2 separate regions of the Mus musculus genome follow, and region 1 is linked to region 2. Evidence: chromatin contacts called from public Micro-C data. All regions are on one chromosome and are shown on one strand. Each heading gives the region's core, a stretch centred on a gene start, on an enhancer-like site or on the middle of the called end of the contact. The rest is flanking DNA. Distances are from core to core; before and after follow the strand shown.

The links. A called contact is a pair of places that touch in the nucleus more often than the background predicts.
Region 1: a Micro-C map of embryonic stem cells shows a contact between it and region 2, with 8 times the contacts expected there. The contact joins the promoter of Jag2 here to the promoter of Ppp1r13b in region 2. A contact is called at or near these places in 2 of 39 promoter capture datasets (liver and pre-B cells), 1 of 484 Hi-C or Micro-C datasets (embryonic stem cells) and 2 of 9 other capture datasets (adipose tissue and pancreatic islet).

Annotation. Positions count from the first base shown.
Region 1 is chr12:112,928,145-112,930,844 of GRCm38.p6, forward strand. Jag2 (jagged 2) reads right to left here and starts at 1,351. Exons shown (of 26, transcript NM_010588.2): 1 at 1,275-1,351; 2 at 738-1,088. The coding sequence starts at 1,340.
Region 2 is chr12:111,906,614-111,909,313 of GRCm38.p6, forward strand. Ppp1r13b (protein phosphatase 1, regulatory subunit 13B) reads right to left here and starts at 1,442. Exons shown (of 17, transcript NM_011625.1): 1 at 1,249-1,442. The coding sequence starts at 1,257.

The sequences.
Region 1 (2,700 bases), core at 101-2,600, 1.0 Mb after region 2:
CCTGTCTCCCCCAAAGCTGGATCCCCATGACCCTTCTTCCCAGCATGCCCAGACTCGGGTTCTTGCCTGACCTGACCACCCCTAAGCAGACAGGGTGCTTCCCAATTCCAGAAACTAAGAAGCACAATAAAACATCCGCAAACAGCAGTGCCACAGAGGGTTACAACTTGGAGCCTTGTTAGTGTCTCTTCCCTTTCGGAGGAGGGGTCTTCCCATCTCTAGCAGCTTCTGCCAACACACACAATCAGGCCATCCCCGCGCAGGTCCCAGGCGCCTGTCCGTGCCCCCGGGCATCCAGGAAACTGCAGGGCAGGAGCAGGCTGGCCGCGGGCCCGGACGGCTCCGCCAGGGCCTGCCCCGGACCAGCCCCAGCACGCGCAGCGCACATGCCTGCACAGCCTACCGGGCCGCAGGCGCCTCGCACCTCCCCACGCACTGACACGCGCAGGGCGACGTAGGCACACTCCGAGGGCCGCCGTGCACGCGGACCTTGGCCTCCCAGCCCCGCCGCGACCCCAAGCCTGTCGGCCCTTGGGAACCCCGCGCGCCCACGTGGCCAGGCGCGAACCTGGCCGCAAGAGCACGCGCCCCAGGCCCGCCCGCGGCGCGGCGCCCCCTGCCGGCCCCGCCCCGTCTGGGCGCGCGCGGCCCGCACCCGCGCGGCCGCAGGTGCTGAAGGGACCGCGGCGGGCGCCGAGCGCGCAGGGAAGCAGAGTGCGGGGGAGGGGCGCACGTACCGGCCAGGCGAACTGAAAGGGAATGACGACGAGGCCCGGGTCCTGGTGGCCGCCGGTCCGAGACCGCGCGCGCGCTCGGTCCCCCGCAGCGCCCGCCGGCGGCAGGTAGAAGGAGTTGCCACCCAGCACGGGCGTGGCGCCGTAGCCGTAGCTGCAGGGCCCCGTGGGCGTCACCTTGGCCTGGTACTCCTTAAGGCACACGCGCACGTACGTGTCGCACTCGTCGCGGCCGCAGCCCCCCGCGCGCGTCGTCCGGCCGTCGCCGTCACAGCAGGCGCCGCTCAGCAGCTCCCCGTTCACGTTCCGCAGCGCGCTCAGCTGCAGCTCGAAATAGCCCATGGGCCGCGTCGCCTAAAAATAAGGCAGCGCAGAGTGCAGGGAGGCGCGGGCCGGGGTCGCCGAGCCTCCGCCCCGCCCCCACCCTTGCGCCGTTCCTAGGGCTCCGGACCGCGGCCGTTTGTGCGCCGCCTGGCCCGGAGGAGCGGCCCGGCCCGGTGCGCCCCGTCCGCGCCCGTCGCCACCGCGCGCCCCGCTCACCTGCACGCACAGAACCAGTAGCAGCAGCAGCCGCCGAGGCAGGCGTCCCCAGCCGCGTGCCCGCATCGCCGCCTCGACCCCGCCCGCGGCCCCGCCGCCGCCGCCGCCGCCCGCGCCCGCTATAGCCGCCGCGCCGGCCTCCAACGCCCGCCCGCCCTCCGAGCCCGGCGGCGCACAGGCGGCGGCGGCCGCACAGGCGGCGCGGGCGGGGTCGAGCAGTGCGCGCGGGCTGCGCGGCGGGCGTGCAGGGGAGGCGGCGGCTCCGGCTTACTGCAGCCGCTCTCCGGCGGCCGGCCCGGCTCCCACCCGGCGGCGGCGGCGACGGCGGCGGCGGGTCCTGGCCTCGGCTCTGCGCGCCCGCGCTCCCGGCACCGCAGCCAACAAGTTCGGGACGAGACTGACAGCTCGCTCGCCCATTCGTCACCCGCGCACCTGCATATGCATGAGGGGGCGGGGCCTCGCGGTGGGGTGGGGCCGTGGGGGGTGTTGGGGGCACCCCGAGCTTTAAAGGAGGCGAGGGTGCGGTCTATGCGCGGGGCGGCGGGGCGCGGGGCCACCGAGCTGTGGCTTCTCCTGCGCCCAGGCTCACTGAGGTGGGGCCTTTTCTGCTCCAGAATTCTCGCCCGGGTTAACAGCCTGGGAGTGAGTGGGGCGCCCCCTGAGGTCACTGCCTTGGTCCCCTCCCATCAGAGCGCAGCCACTCTCGCGCTGCTCTTGGTCCCAAGGGAGATACTGCCTGCTGCACACATCAGGATTTTGCCCCCACGCAGAGCGGGTGGGGCACTGAGACTTGAGTGAGCCCAACTCCTGGTGCGCCCCCTTCCCCCAGGAATTTCCCCCCAACTCCGCAGCCTCCTGTTACTTTCACGCCGGCTACAGGGGGCGCTACTCCCCTCCGGCGCTCAGCCCTCCCTTCCTCCAAGCGCACAGGTTGAGTAGCCAGTCAACAAATGCTCCTTCCTGCAGGCTGTTCCCAATTCCAAACTGAGGTGGTGGCCATCGCTACATTCTCTTATCTTCAAGGAACGTGCCGGCCTGAGGTTCAAATTTAGGGGAAAAGAAACGGGCATAAAGGATAGTGGACCATGTCAAGAGAGCTACCGGAAGAGGACTTTCCAACAGTCTGGGAGTATTAAGTCACAGAGCCTGGGTGTCCCAACCCTCCATTACCATTTCTTGACCCTGTTCCTAGGTGATCATTTCCTCTTCCACACGTCAACACCAAGGGTTCTTTGTCTACAAGCTGCCTCTCTCCCACTCAGCAGGGCCCTTTGCAATTCCAGTGGTTAGCCTCCATGATTGGTGATGTGCTACTCTGCCCTTACAAAAGTCTCCCGAAGGCTCCTCACTCTAGTCTCCCTTTCTAGTCCAAGTCACTGCCAGCCAGGATTTCCGCAGAGAGGGAGAAGTTCTGATACCGGTGAAT
Region 2 (2,700 bases), core at 192-2,691:
TCAAATACTGATATGTTCTTATCCCTATTTTAGAGGGAATTCAGTCTCAACTCTGTCAAGGACACAATATGAAGAGGTACCAGAACAATTATTTGACCCCAGCTCTTCTGACGCCCACTTAGTGCTCTTTCCATTACAAGGCAATCGTTTAAAAACATGCTTAGCATTCAACAAGCCTAACACCAAAGGATTTAAGGATCAAGTAGGTTAAATCTTAAAACTCCACCAACACCAGGGGTTGGAATCAGTTCAAAAGGAGGGAGAAGAGATTATCAAGAAACAGGAAATTATTTGAAGGGGTGGTGGTTTGTAAACTAATGAGCTTGGGTGCAGCATAGCAGAACGACAGTATTCAAGTAAAAATGCAGAGACATATTTCCCCTCTGAAACGTGATCTTTCCACGTAGGCTTCAATTTTTTTTTTCTGTGGATCTGGGATATATAAACTCAGTGATAGAAACACTGGCCTAGTCCTGCAAAGCCCAGGTTTGACCCCCAGCACTTCTAAAACAAGCGAACAAAAAAAAAAAAATAGATTGTGTGTTATTTTATTAGTCTGAGATTTTTTTACTCAATAGACACTCTAAAAACAACACGCCCAACTGGGTACAATCTATGTCACGTTTTTTCCCATTAATTACGACGTATACACTTCACAAAAAGCCTATTTAAAAAAGGAGAGAATTCAGCATCCACTGCTGCTTGTACCGCACGCAGGTAAAGGAAAAGGCAAAGAAGGTGGCAACCCCCAAAACGAAGGTCTTCCTGGCCAAAAGCATCCTTAAGAGCAGGACAAAGGCTCGAGTGACACACAACCGGCTCAACCTTAAGGACATAGGGACATCACGCCAGGTGGAGCAAATGTACCCACGGAGAAGCCTCGGCAAGGGGATTCCTAAGATGGCTCTCTGAATCCACGCACGGCATGCGTTCCTCCCAGTGCAGGGGAAACACATATTCCGAGCGTGCGAACACCGCACCCGGGTGCCCTCGCCGAGGAAATCGAGGCACCGGTCGCTGGCCGGGAGGGGCCGTACACGCCGCAGCCCCGCGCAGCCCGCAGCCCTGCGGAGGCCGCTCGCCCTGTCGGCGACCCCGCCCACGCTCGCTCTCTCGCCCGCCCGCTGACAGCCGCCGCCCCCACCTGCCCCTGCGCTCGCTCGCCCTGCACGCCCGCCCGCCGCTTCCTCCCTGCCGGGCCCGCCTCGCGCGGGGGCCGGGGAACGAGGCGCCGCCGCCCGCACCCACCGGCATCATCGCGGCGCCGTCCGCCGCGCCCGCGCCGCCTGACAGGACGCCGCTCCGGCCGCCTCACAGGCCTCGCACCCGCTGCGGCGCCCTGCGGCCCGGCTGCGGCGAGGCGGCAGCTGCGGAGAGCCGCGCAGCCCTCGCTCGTCCTGTCGCGCCGCCCCGCGTGCCGCGTCGCCGTCCCTCAGCCGCCGCCACCGCCTCTGCCGAAGCCGGCCGCCTTCCGCCACCCACTCGGCTCACCCCGCAGGCTGCGGAGGCCCCGCCCCACGCGTCGCTCCCCCACCCGCCTACGCCACCTATGATTGGTCCGGTGGGGGTAGGCGGGATAAGAGGGCGGGGCTTCTCCGCCGCGGCCAGGTGAGAGCGCGCTCGTGCGCGTCTGCGCTCTCGGCGGCGGGGGAGGGGCGCGCTGCGGACGCCGACCCCGCCCCTCCTCCTGCATACCAGCAAAGGGGGCGTTGGGGCGCCCAGGGACCTCCGAACCTTGTGTCTGCGAGACTTCGGCTCAGGGTCACCTCGGACGAATAGGAAGCAAAGGACAGAGAGGAAAGGGCGGCTGGGTCCGGCCCACAGTCGCGACCGGTGGAGACTCGAACCTCTCAGGTCCGAGAGGCCAGTGGCGAGCTGGCCACAGACCAACTCTGACCGTAACATATACCCTAGGTGTCCAGCGCTATGCGAGGCTACAGGCCGGATCCTATCAGGCGGGCACAGGGTGTCCCCGATGTGTCTGCATCAGCCGATTGCATACCGCTCAGTGTCCCGGGCCCCAGAGACCTGGGACTCTGCCCCCGCTTCCACCGCGGGCTGAGCCATTGAAGCCTTCCTGGACAGGACATACAGGCTCTCAGCCTCAGCCCTTCACACGATCCATCCCAAGACCGAAGGACCCATCCCCACCTGTGTCAGTATCCTTGGAGATCCAGCTGGAACGTCCCAGGGCAGAGTCCAATCTGTACCTTCAGGGTCCAGGTCTGTCCTTAGAATGCTGTCTCCTGTGTCATTTTTCCCTCCAACTAGGGAGCCTGAGTGACAGAGGGTAGAGCAGGCCCCAGAGCAGACCCTCAGCAGAGGCTGCCGGGTGGGCAGGCACCCTTTCTGAGTACTCCACATTGTGCCATTTGCCTGAACTCTGACAGATGAGACACAACGGCTGATGAGCTGCACCGGGCTTAAACTTCCATGAGATTCCAGAAACATGAAGACAGCTGGATGACCCCAAACACAGAAAGGGTAGATCACCTTGGGAAGTACCCAACCCCTGGAGAGGGCAGCAGATGTTGATCAGGGGCAGTTTATAGCCTGTCTGGTTCTCTGAGTGGCGGGAGGCTGCTGCTAAGTCGGGGCAGAGAGAGGGAGGAGGCCAGAGTTACACCAGCCCCCTTATGGGCAGCCACACCTGAGCTTAAGAGGCCATGGGGGTTAGTGATTGAGAGCGTGGACTTTCCA